Linked DNA regions of Mus musculus: regions 1, 2 and 3 are each linked to region 4. A link is a contact called in public HiChIP or PLAC-seq and promoter capture Hi-C data. All regions are on one chromosome and are shown on one strand. The core of a region is the stretch at or near the end of the contact, and the rest is flanking DNA. Distances in the headings are between cores, read along the strand shown.

Evidence for each region. Promoter capture Hi-C pulls out the DNA fragments that hold promoters and counts their contacts. HiChIP or PLAC-seq counts read pairs in DNA pulled down with a chosen protein or histone mark.
Region 1: a contact with region 4 is called in an H3K4me3 HiChIP or PLAC-seq map of forebrain, with 4 times the contacts expected there. The contact joins the enhancer-like site here to the promoter of Antxr2 in region 4. A contact is called at or near these places in 1 of 39 promoter capture datasets (hippocampal neurons), 3 of 115 datasets of contacts at active chromatin or transcription factors (differentiating embryonic stem cells, forebrain and large pre-B cells) and 1 of 9 other capture datasets (pancreatic islet).
Region 2: a promoter capture Hi-C map of embryonic stem cells shows a contact between it and region 4, with 4 times the contacts expected there. The contact joins the enhancer-like site here to the promoter of Antxr2 in region 4. A contact is called at or near these places in 5 of 39 promoter capture datasets (the 3T3-L1 cell line, embryonic stem cells, hippocampal neurons and 2 more), 3 of 115 datasets of contacts at active chromatin or transcription factors (bone marrow-derived macrophages, embryonic stem cells and large pre-B cells) and 2 of 9 other capture datasets (adipose tissue and embryonic stem cells).
Region 3: a contact with region 4 is called in a promoter capture Hi-C map of embryonic stem cells, with 4 times the contacts expected there. The contact joins the enhancer-like site here to the promoter of Antxr2 in region 4. A contact is called at or near these places in 6 of 39 promoter capture datasets (the 3T3-L1 cell line, cranial neural crest, embryonic stem cells and 2 more).

The regions. Positions count from the first base shown.
Region 1 is chr5:97,276,537-97,279,321 of GRCm38.p6, forward strand. No RefSeq gene overlaps it. Among named protein-coding and RNA genes, the nearest start is that of Gm33969, 48 kb to the right of the region's middle. Within about 2 kb of position 1,480, at least 13 of the 459 cell types and tissues checked have an H3K27ac peak or open chromatin away from gene starts, as enhancers often do. A contact at or near this core is called in forebrain, where this site is marked.
Region 2 is chr5:97,089,005-97,091,983 of GRCm38.p6, forward strand. Bmp2k (BMP2 inducible kinase) reads left to right here. Exons shown (of 16, transcript NM_080708.1): 16 at 1-2,044. All of the region lies in intron 6 of Paqr3 (progestin and adipoQ receptor family member III), which reads right to left. Among named protein-coding and RNA genes, the nearest start is that of Paqr3, 21 kb to the right of the region's middle. Within about 2 kb of position 1,612, at least 46 of the 459 cell types and tissues checked have an H3K27ac peak or open chromatin away from gene starts, as enhancers often do. A contact at or near this core is called in adipose tissue, embryonic stem cells and liver, where this site is marked.
Region 3 is chr5:98,874,434-98,877,164 of GRCm38.p6, forward strand. All of the region lies in intron 2 of Bmp3 (bone morphogenetic protein 3), which reads left to right. Among named protein-coding and RNA genes, the nearest start is that of Gm42123, 15 kb to the right of the region's middle. Within about 2 kb of position 1,343, at least 8 of the 459 cell types and tissues checked have an H3K27ac peak or open chromatin away from gene starts, as enhancers often do.
Region 4 is chr5:98,029,553-98,032,648 of GRCm38.p6, forward strand. It overlaps Antxr2 (anthrax toxin receptor 2), which reads right to left and starts at 1,465. Exons shown (of 17, transcript NM_133738.2): 1 at 846-1,465; 2 at 32-103. The coding sequence starts at 997. It also overlaps Gm42759.

The DNA of each region.
Region 1 (2,785 bases), core at 230-2,729, 750 kb before region 4:
TGGGAAATTCAAAAGAGTGATGACTGTGATCGTTCAGGAAGGGTGCTTAGAGCTGAGTTTGAAAATGGGGGTTTTATAGATGATCTTCAAATTATTTGAGGAAAGTTGCAATTTCAATGAGTAAATAATTCCACTTTTTTTTTTAAAAAAAAGACAGACTTATTTTTTTTGTAAAAGCTATTTCTATGTCTTTCCTCACCAATTATAAGTCTGTCATTCTGTAGAGGTGGCTTTCATTTGAAGCAATATGGTATTCTTTCCCCCACCCCATTCTAACTAAACAAACTCTGTAAGAATTAGCTTTGAGTTATTCCATCTGTGAACTTTTAATTTTGTCACAGAAACACAGAAGCCTGGCAGGGAACTCTTTCCAACTGGCTACATGTATCATCTTGTCTAAAAGCTGGTTAAGTAAGTGTGGCATTTAGAAGGAAATGAAAAAAGCCTTCGTTTATGGAGCTAGTTCATACGACGTGTTTGCCCACTTCTTTGACCATCTGTTTATGTTGACAGCCACCGCCCCACATTGTGCCAAAGCGCCCTTGGCTATTAAAAACAGTGTTTTGTGTGTGAATAGTGTGTGTGTCCTCACACATATATGTGTTTGGGGGTGCCATTTTCTTGAGAAATGTCTTGTTAAAGGTTGCCTATGATCCATGTGGAGATATTTCAGGTCAGTTGCTGTTCAGGAAACACCGCATTAAAAATGCTCTAAGCCCTCTCACTATCAAACATGTTCCCTGTCTCCCCAACATATTGAAACTTCTTTAAAAAGGCAATAAATATATTAGCAAAGTACCTGTTGCGTCTGGCTACCGTGGTAATGCTATCATGTGTTGAAGTAGAGTCCAAATATTAACCTAAGCAACTCTGAAGACAAATGCTTGAGAACGACTCAGGAGTCTGAAGCTGTTTACAGGATTCTTCTTGCCAACAGGAGTATCAGAGTTGACATTTAATTCATCAGATGACAAGAGAATCGCTCTTTCATATTTAACAGTGTAAATAAAGTCTCTGTGGGTAAGATGGCCTTCTGGGAGAGGGAGAACTCTGGACGCACGGATGGATTGTCAATCTGCCGCCATCTTAGCAGGGTTTTTTTTCCCCCTTTCTTTCCTGCTTTGAACAACTATTTATTCAAGCTGAAAGGCATACTTTAAAAAAGCCATGAAGCACTCGTGGGGAAATGAGGAAGCATGTTCTCAGACGTGCTAGCACTGCAAACATAAACAAGTGAGATAGGTTTTGTTGAATGGAGATAAAATAAGTATAGGAGCTACAGGGCTTGATTGGTGCTGGTGGGCTGGTGGGTTCCTGTAGCTGAGCTTCTATTCTGGGAGGGCTTTGCCGCTTCGTTCCTCAAATCACTGAATTGTCTGGACTGTCGCATGAACAATTGTGGGGCTCTTACACTCACCAGAGCTTCAGAATATACGGAATATCCAAGGATCATAATGAGTGCTGCGTGCTGTGCTGTTTGTATATTGGAGAGACTCACGGAGAGAGGACGAGGTTAGGAAAATTAGGTGTATTATCTGCGGGCTGCTGTAATCAGTTGTCATAATCCTCTCAGGCCAGGTTGAATGCTTATCCATTGTTTGACTCTAATTAGTAATTTTTAAAAAATTACATTTTAATACTCCAATAGTGTGCTAATCGCCCCTCCCACCACCTCCCGGTTTTGCTTGTCAGATGTTTTCAAACAGTGTTTTTCCTCAAACAGTGTTCCATGTTTTCCATCAACATTCTTCGGCTTCTTCCTCAGAGCCCAGGTCTGTGCTGAATAACATATATTGCTTCTGACAGCTGTAAAGTGGGGCTAACGACTGTCCCAGGGAGCATGCGCAGTGCCAGGCTCACCCAGCCAGCTGGTTTGGCAGTGAGTGTAAATAGCTGCTTGCCACAGCCCGCTGCTGCCCAGGTCTATCCTCGTTTATTTAATAACTCACTTTGCAGGCCTTACGGGGGGAACTGCAGCATTTCCAATTATTCAAGACAAATAAGAAATTAAAAAGTGCTGTACAGATAAAAGTAGCGTTGTCGTTCTCCTCGATGACTGGGACAGGTTTCCTGGGGTTTAAGAGCTCTGCTCGTCAACCGTGTGTCTATTGATGCATAGTAATTTTACTTGGCGAATGCTGGGGAGGATCTGAAACGTGTTTATTTTTCTAACATCTAGTATTTAAAGTACAGGTCGTGTAGGCTTTTAGCAAATGGGACTTGCTTCTTCTAATATTTCTTGAGTACTCGTGAGACACATTTTAACAGAATCCGCTCCAGCTTCGAGAGTGGGTGGTTTGCTTCCACTTGCGTTGAATTTTCTCACCTTTCTTACAACCTGTTTGTCTCCCTTCTGTTCATCTAAAGTGACACTGGGAACTCGGTCCTATTTTGAAGACTCCAGAGTCCTTTCCGAAAAAGCCAGCTGTATGCACAGTGTCAACAGTTTAGCTTCTTAAAGATTTATTTGTATTTTATTTGTGTGTGGATGCCCTCGGAGGTCAGCACAGGGTGTTTGTTGGAATCACTGAAGTGAGATGCACACAGAGTTTTGAGCCACCTACATGGATTCTGGGATCTGGATTCAGGTTCTCTTCCAAAGCGGCGAGTACTCTCCACCTGTGGGCCATCTCTTCTGCCTGAAGATCTTACTCTAGATTCACTGGTCGCAGGAAAGAGTGAAAACAGTTCTCCCCTTTAAACATATAACTATGGTCGCAACTTCATTGTTGTCATGACCTAGCTGACAGATTTCATTTTGCATAATAATTTCTAACGAAGAAAT
Region 2 (2,979 bases), core at 362-2,861, 940 kb before region 4:
AATTTTTAAAGAAGTTTACAATGTAAAATCATGTTGCATTTACTGACCTACTTTCTGCCAGCCCCACCCTCATCCAGCACTGGGGAGTCCTGGGCTGCAGTTCCTTCAGGGTGCTCCGACAGTGACAGACTCTGCATGGACAGCCAGACCCTCAGTGGATGGAAGAACTGGGTGGTGGGACTAGGAGCTTAATTCTGCTACCCGACTGCATCAGTAGTGAAAAGAACTAAGCTACCAAATTGCCTTTTAAAAAAATATCACCAGTCATAATAAGAAACTTGAAATTTTGTAGTTGTGGTTAGTGATAGCAGTTATACATCAGTTAATGTGAATGTACTATCCGTGCGTCCTGTGTCTGTCGTAAGTTATGATTAGCTTCTTTACAGATGAGCATTTGAAGTTTCTAGGTCAACAGCTATTGCTATTGATTGCTATATTTTAAGTTGCCCCCAGTTAGTGTACCTTAATGAGTAATCTTATTAAAACCTCTTAACTTTAGTGCCCCAGAAGGTAAATCATTTGCCTACTTTCAGAGTTCAGAACTTGGAAAGAAGCAAAATACATAACCAAGGCATGGTCCTTTTATATTTCTTGTCTCCTCCTCTGCAAACTCAGTGGGGGTAGTGTGGACAGGAGCAGGCCACACCATGCCACGCAGAACCGGGCTGCACCACTTACTGTCCTGTGCCAAAGGCAGAGACTATGTTTGCACCTTTTTTTTTTCTGGTTCTCAGGTTAATTAATCTAACTAACGCAAATGGTAGTAGACCCTTTAAGCTACAAAACAGATTCAGTAATGCTTGCTTTTTAAAGTAATGATGAACTGATGTGGTCTTCTGAGTTGTGAATATGAAATCAGAGTTCCACTTGCCTTTCAATGCACTGAATATTTTAAGGTGATTCACTGACAACAACCCCTCCAGCTTACTCTGGACAAATTCTTAGGAAACAACTCTGCCACAGCTTAAAATGTTTACATTGCCTCTGACAGCCCAGCAGGTGACACTCCTCTTGGAACCCGCTCATTGGACAGATGATTTAATTGGAGGTCCAATGGGTAGCTCCTTTGCATTGCTGTTAGAGGCATTTTCTCAAGCTGAGGAGACTCCATTTAAATTTCAGTGTCAGCTGCCACTGTCACTCTGTACAGCTGAGCCTTAGGTAGCGAATTCCCTCACAAGAACTTGGCTCCCCCACTTACCAGCACCCAACACTCACTCAACAGCTGGCCCAGTTCTGGCTTAAAGAATGTCATTTGGGTGTGCCCTGTGCTTCTAAGTATGCAAAGCAGTTCTAACTAAACCCGTTAGACTTGAACATCAAAGGGAAGTCACGTGAGGAACCCAGAGTTGTCAGCTAGAAGCTTTACCAGTGCTCATTAACTCTGAATCTTCTTAAAAAGTGGACCCTTTGCTCCACTTTGAACACGTCAATAAAAGGTTAGTGTCGCCAGAGAATCTTTTAGGGCATTGAAGAAATGGATCTAGTACAGCACAGCACAGAGGTTGCTCAGTATGTAGCTGGAGAAAAGGTCTGCTCCAAGCAGGGTGAGAATGGAACTGGCTAGAATATTAAGCACTGCAGTGCTCCTCCCCTGGGCTGTGTGTCCTGGGCAGTTAGGAAATCACTTGGCTCTCAGATGTGTGCACTTTGCAGTCAGTGCTACCCTGTTTAACAGGAACTGACTCCTCTCATCTTCCTGATGGAAGATACTAAGGTGGTGCCCACTCTGGCTCCTCTCCATTCGGCCATCCAGGCCTGGGTACTTCACTAAAGCATTGTTAGAAGGTGCACGTGTATTAATATCACTACTTACGGGAAGTTTGGGTATATTTGCTTAATACCTGTAGAGTGCACAGTGAACTCTGTTATTTTTTTCTTTTCTTTTTAAGCAAAACTAGTCATCAAATTACATCCAGTTTCTGAACTGATGGTCTACTGTGAGATGATGTATCTACTGAGAGAATAGCAAATGACTGTTGGGAAAAAAAAAATCTATACTCGGTGTTGTTTTCTACTAAGATAAAAAGATACTTGCACACCACGGCTCTCTGTTATGGAATTAATGTGAATTTAAAAAGGCAATCGTTGTTTCTTTTAAGAGCATTCACGCCTATTGAGGGAGTTTACAAAAGCCACTAAAAGGAAGACATAGATGAAAATACAGAGGGCTAGGTCTGGTTTAGGTTTTTAGTCTTTTTAGTTTTTAGTTTTTTTTTTTTTTTTTTTTTTTTTTTTTTTTTTTTAGAATTCACATTGCTACTTTCGGGAGAACTGATTTCCTTACTATGTTCTTTTTGTGACTGAAAGGTCATCCTATTAATAGAAGGAGTAGTAGCCACTTGTTCTTTCTTTTGCGGTGCTGGGAACTGAACCCAGGGCCTCGCACACGCTAGGCAAGCGCTTTAGGGCTGAGCCACACCTCCAGCCTGGAAGATCCCTTTTAATTGCTGGCAAACAGCTTTAAGTGCACTTTCTTTGATTACACTTCCATGTTTTTGTTAAACTTGAATTTTCTGAAGCCTTTTATGTACCACTAAGCTAATAACTTTAATCTTTAAATAAACCGGGTTTATATCCTTAGTTATATTTCTAATTGTTATAAAACATGCTTTCTAAAGTAACTTAAGCCCTCAAATGTAGCTGGGAGACATTTGAAATAGAATTCAGTTGCTTCCCCTGTACCCAGAAAAGCACTAATTTTATTACCTTATTGCCTTTATATTGCTTAGTCTTGAATTCTGTTCACTATTTTGTTTGAGATTTAAAGTTATTTTCTTACTGTATTTATCATACCTACTGTTTTAATAATCAGCCTTCTTTAAATGCAATAAATCCCAAATGGATTGCTTATTCTTTATAATCAATGTCTTTGGAGTTTTTATTTTTATTATTTGTATCATTAAACGTTTCATGACAAACTTCTGTTCAGTTCTTCCACCCTCATCATGGATTCTGTCTCAGTTTTGTGCTCTGTTC
Region 3 (2,731 bases), core at 93-2,592, 840 kb after region 4:
TCCAAACATAAAGTAAAGATTATGAATTCAGGGCTGTGTCACATGCCCTATCTTGTTGGAAGAATCATGAAGGACCTTCACTGCTCAGACAAAATGTGTTCAACTGGGGTGACACTTAGAATCTTGGGTGTAACCAAGATGGTGACTGTACAAAACAGAGATGTGTCCTATTTGACAGTGTGGCTTGCTTTGTGACACTGAGAAGCAGGGGTTGTAATCCAAAGCTGACCTCATGTCAGAGTACCTGATTTTAGGTAGGTCGTAGGACTTGTCCAAGTAACCTCCTTCCCTTAGCCCCATGAGATGAAGTTCTTCTGGGTAGTTTAAACAAACAAACAAAAAAAAATGTCTTGTTCCTTCCTCACTCCAATCTCCAGGCTCCAGAGACCACACAGGTGTAGATGCTCGGTCCTTTCGCTTCTGGATGCTTCCACCTCTCTCTAGTCTTTCCTGACTTGTGGCCATCGACTTCCTTGTACTTCCTTTTGCTCTTTATGAGCCCACTGTCTCTTCATAAGAACTTGACTGTGGTTCCTAGTGATGAGAAGGAATCATCCCTAGAAGTTTCCAGGGGACCACAGAGTTAAGAACCACAGAGATGAATTTAGGGAAAGACAGACGTTAGAGCATTCACAGAATTAACTAATAATGCTTGGTCCTAAGTGGAAGTCAAACAGCTTGGGATCCTGTTAATACGTAGAATCTGACACTGTGCGTGTGAAGTGGAGGCTGCAGAGGACTCTGCATCTAACAGTGCCCAAGGTTAACCTGCTGGTTCACAAGTCTGTTTGGAACAGCAAAGTAATTAGTTCCTTTTGACTTGGATGTTGGTTCCACAGGACTAAACAACAATGGCCCCTTAGATTAAGTCGATAAAACTTTCTACATGTTAATTTTTTTCTTCAACACAGGAAAGACATGAAACAGTAGAGCAGCCTACATGGAATGGGTACTCTGTAACTGTCTGCTGTTGATCTAATGAGTAGCCACTGAGGAGACCAAGTGGCATAGTAGAGTTAACTAAGCTGATGTCTAAGGAAGCTCTGTGCAGGGAAGGCAAGAGTGTCAGGAGGCAAGGAAAGTCACCAGGCAAGAAAGGTTTTGTAAAAATTTCAGCCCCTGTTCAAACATCACAAAACTGAAAAGAGAATTCCCCCTCCTCTGGGTTCAACAGCCCATGAGCTCTTCCAGGGACCTTTTTCCTGGGGTGAGAATGGAATGGAAAGAGAACCTGTTGTAGTAGCAGGACTCATCACATTAATTGACACTTGGAAAAGCAACAGGTAGCAAGGATACAGGTGGAGGTCTTTTCTCTGAGGTTGAGATTTCCCCTCCCCAAGTTGAGAGCGGAAGTTTGGTGTCGCTTTGTGTGGAACTGCTTAACATTTAACGTGTGTTAGGGGTTCCCTTTAAGCTCCAGTGACTTTGTATCTTTTGGTCAGTACAGTAACAAAGGAGGATGGGGAAAAAACTGATGTAAAGGGAATGGGGTGGTTAATAGGTACCGTTAGCAAGTGCCTGCGGTGGCATCCAGAGTGAGATATTTAACTAAAAATATAGTCTGAGCAGCAGAGGGAAATGAAGGCCTCTGGTCAGATCAGCAGAGCACACGTGGGCTGGCTGAAGTGCCAAAGAACTCTCAGACTTGAGATATACATTTTGCCTCGGGGGAAAGTTCTCCCAGGCCAGATTCCTCTGTTTAGGGGCCTCCTAGTTTTTTGGCCTCCTGGGCAAAATCCCAGCCTATATGGCAGGGTTCTTTGTCTGCAAAAGTCGACAACCTGCTCTATAATTCAGAACAGCTGTGTTCTGCCTTTCCCAAATTCCAGGCTTTGCCCTCTCGATGATTTCAATTAGATAGTCTCTGGGCCATCACACCCATGTGGGCTGGACTGGAATCGTGTAGAGGGAACCTCATGGCCCAGGTCAGGAATGAAGCTCTCAGCCGATGACACACTCTCCCCTTCTAATGTCCTGTGATCAGATTTAGCCAGAGGAAAGCATCCACAGCTTGGCAGGTGCAAGCCTGGCCCTTGTAGATTTTATTCACAGACACAACACTTTGGATCCCCCCCCCCTAATTTCCAGCTCTTACAGCCAGTCTGTTCTCCCCAAGAGGGACTCTCGGAAGGATGCCATATGATGGAAAAAAATACCGAGATAGGCAGAGCCAAGTTCTGTGCCTCTGCCTCCCTCACCACCTTAGCAGCAATGGAAAACAGAAATTTCAAATGAAAATGATTGATCCATGGTTCCTGACGGAGATCCAAGGAAACAAGAAGGGTTAGAGGAATAAAGTTAGTTCTGCGAGGAACTGTGCAAAAGCTGGGAACAGCAAAGATGTAGAATTGAGCAACACATCATTGAAGTACTTTGAAGCAAGCCCTCCCTATAAAGAGTTTCAAATTTAGTGAATGCAAAATGATAGGCTCTTTAAGGGTCTTCCAGTTGTCGTCTTGGTCAGGAAGATGAACACCATAAACACGAAATTTGACCAACCTCAGCAGAGTCGCACCTGAATGGTGGTGGAGGTGCACCCTGTCATTTAAAAGCGTGACAGGTGTGGAGAGGAGCTCAGATTTGCACTTGTGACTGGCTGGTATCAGCTCTAAGCTTAGAAGAGAGAGAGCCATGAGAAACATGATCCTAGCTGGAAAACAATAATTCTTACTGGCAGCATGCTTCGCACCAGCAAATGACAGCATGGATTACTTCTGCATGATGTGACTAT
Region 4 (3,096 bases), core at 215-2,714:
ATGCCAAGAAAGGTACGATGGGGAGACATACCTCACAAATCTCTCTGTCAGCTGGTGGACAAAATTATAAATTTCAATCCAGTTATTTGCTACACTGCCAGACCTGAAAAAGGAAGATAAATTGATCAGAAAGACAAAAAGTGGGCCTTAATGGCAAACATTTCTTCAGTTTTAAAAGGCGCATGATGGGGGGTGGAGGTCGGGGGTCAGGGATAGGGGGCGGGGACTGACTCCCCTCTTCAAAGTTAAGTGTGCTTGTTCATGTCCATGTTCAGAGCTGAAACTTTAGTGTTTGGGCTGAATCAAGGAAACCAGGAAGACCACACTTCTTGGGGGGGGGGGGGGGGACACTTGCTTTGTACTGTTTAGAGAGAGACCTGGCTTTTCAAAATAAAAACACAAGCCCTCATTTCTCAGGAAATGCAAGCCACATTGGGTATATTAAGGCTTTCCCCCCCCCCCCCTGGCTCCCAGTGTGATCAGGATAAAATTAGGCAAACTTTAGAATGTCCGTGGGGGTCTAGGGGGAGTATGATAAAGAGGCACAAAAGTTCCTGGGAGGAAACGAGCTGCAGGTGGCCACACTACCGTTTCCCAAAAGATTCCAGGACAAAAAAAGCACTGCACGCCTCTCCTTTGGAGAACCAAGTAGCCCTGGAGTCTCGCAGCCCCTATTCCTGTACAGCTAATGAGCTTGCCTTTGAAAGGAGTCAGCCACATGCACACTAGGGAGAGTTCCCTCGTCGCCTCCCCCAGAATCCAAACACATCTCAACTTCAGTCCTAGCTGATTCAGAGCTGCCCTCCCCCCAGGAGACCCTGACCCCACAGTCCTCCTTCACTCACTTGTCCAGTACGAAGTACAAATCGAAGGCTTTTTTGCAAGAGGGCTGCTCCTGGGCTTGCAGCAACGACCCCGGACCGCCCACAGCCAACAACCACAGGCCAGGGAACAGCCAGCTCCCAGGGCTGCGCGCCCGGGACCGACCGGCCACCATCCTGTGGCCGGGGCCCGGCAGCTCTCTCTGGCTCACAGTCCCTTGGGCTCGGGGTTCTGGGCTCCGGGCTTCACAGAGCAGAGACGTGAAAGAGGCGGAGTCACCGGGGACTCGCCCGGGGGTCAGAGGCTGAGCGGGGCTGGGATGCCCTCTCCAAGCTCAGAGCCACCCAACAGCTGCCACTGAGGAGAGAGAGCGAGGTCCTGGGAGGACAAAGAGAGTCTCCGCAGCCGCCACAGCTGCCGCCGGAACTCTGGGCAAATCCCAGTGGACAGAGTCCAGTTCTCCCACTCCGGATTCCGGAGAGTTGCTGCAGACAATGAGGCCCGCAGCGACAGCTCTCGGGACAAGTTCCTCGCCTCCCGCTGAGTCTCCGGCGCCCACCCGGGAGCAGAAAGGCTGGCGTCTAGCTGCGGTGGTGAGCTGCGGGACAGGCACCCGCGGACCCCACGATCGCCGCGGGAACTCAGCCGAGTCCTCCTCTTCCGCCTCTCTTCCTCGGACCGCCCAACTCCTCGCGGCACTTTATAACTTTCTTCCCTGCCCCAACCTGGCGCCGCGCCGCGCGGGGCGAGCCTCTGCAGCCCGGGATGCTAAGCACCCGGGGGAGCGGCAGGCCGCCGGGCACCTCAGGCCTGGGGGGTGGGAGTGGGCGCTGACCGGTCTGCTCGTGCGAGCCCGAGGGCGGGGCGCCGGGAGGAAGCCCGACGAGCCACACAAGCACACTTGAGGGTTCGTGCTGAGCAGCGGATGACTAACGCCTGCCAGATTTCGGAAGGGAGAGAGGAGTTCTGAAAAACAAACGTCCTCTAGATACTAAACATATCCAACTCTCCCGCAAGCCTGGCCCGGCCTGTTTTCCCCAGCTGTGCTGGAACGGCCCTCCGCGTGGTTTAGAGACTCAGGACCAGCTGTCTCCTGGATAGTGACGGCCTTATGCCTCATCCCTCCGCACCTTTCATCCATCACACACCGACCTAGTGACGCAGGATTTAAGGTTTAAGAAAGGGGACTTCCTCTTTTCTTTCTCTTTTTTTTTCTATTTGATAATTTTTCCATTTTTCATTAATTCTGAGAGTTTCATGCGACGTGTACTGATCATATATATTTTTCACACACACACACCCAACACCTCCCTACCCCTAACTCCTCTGAAATCAACCCTCACCTCCCTACACACACCTCAACTTCGTGTCCCTTTTGTCAAGAACCCATAGACTCCAATTTGAGCAGTCTATATACTCCTGGTCCACGTGGGGACCATTCAATGGAGTAGGTTTAGCCTTCAAAGAACCACACCCTTAAAGAAAACCATAGCCCCACTCGGAAGCCTTCTACTGTGCATAGCTCCAGGGTGACCGGTGGGATTTCATTAAAAAAAAAAAAAAAAAAAAAAAGTTTCCCACTCCATGCTAGCAGGTTGACTGGCTTGATCTTCTGAGGATATTGTGCGACAACCTCAGCGGCTGTGTGTTCATGCATGCAGCAATCCCGTCATGCCCAGAGGCCAGCGCTGAGCTGTAGTGCCCCTGACCTAGAGTTCTGTGAATCTTTTCACTCACCTTACTCCCACCCTTTGTGGATTGTCCTGGAACGTTAAGGAGGGCTTGTGATTTGTATGTCCCATTTGTGGCTGGGCAATCCACGAGCATTTATTCTCTTCGATTTGACCATTTGTGGGTTTGTGCATTAACCACCATCCCCTGCACTGAGAAACTTGTCTGATGAGGTCTCAGAGTTGCGCTGGCTGATCTACAAGTAGAGAGACATGAATTCAGAGGGTCGTTTGCTTTGATGTCCATTTATTTGACATCAAAGTAATAGGTTCATTCCTGTGGCCCATGAGCACCACAGCCACAGGCTCTTGGAGTATCTTGGAGAAAGATACGTTTCTTTCTGTGGAGTGAGCCTTAATCCCAATCAGAAAACAGTTATCACCCTATATTGTAGAAATGAGCATATCTCTCCATGTTAGCCATTCCTGTGGCTTGCAGGCTTCACTGGTAGGCAGGACTATTGATGGCTTTTCTCTCTTGGCAGCTCACATAATCAATTCTAAGACTATAAGAGCTAGATTTCGGGAGACTACAGGTCAGTTC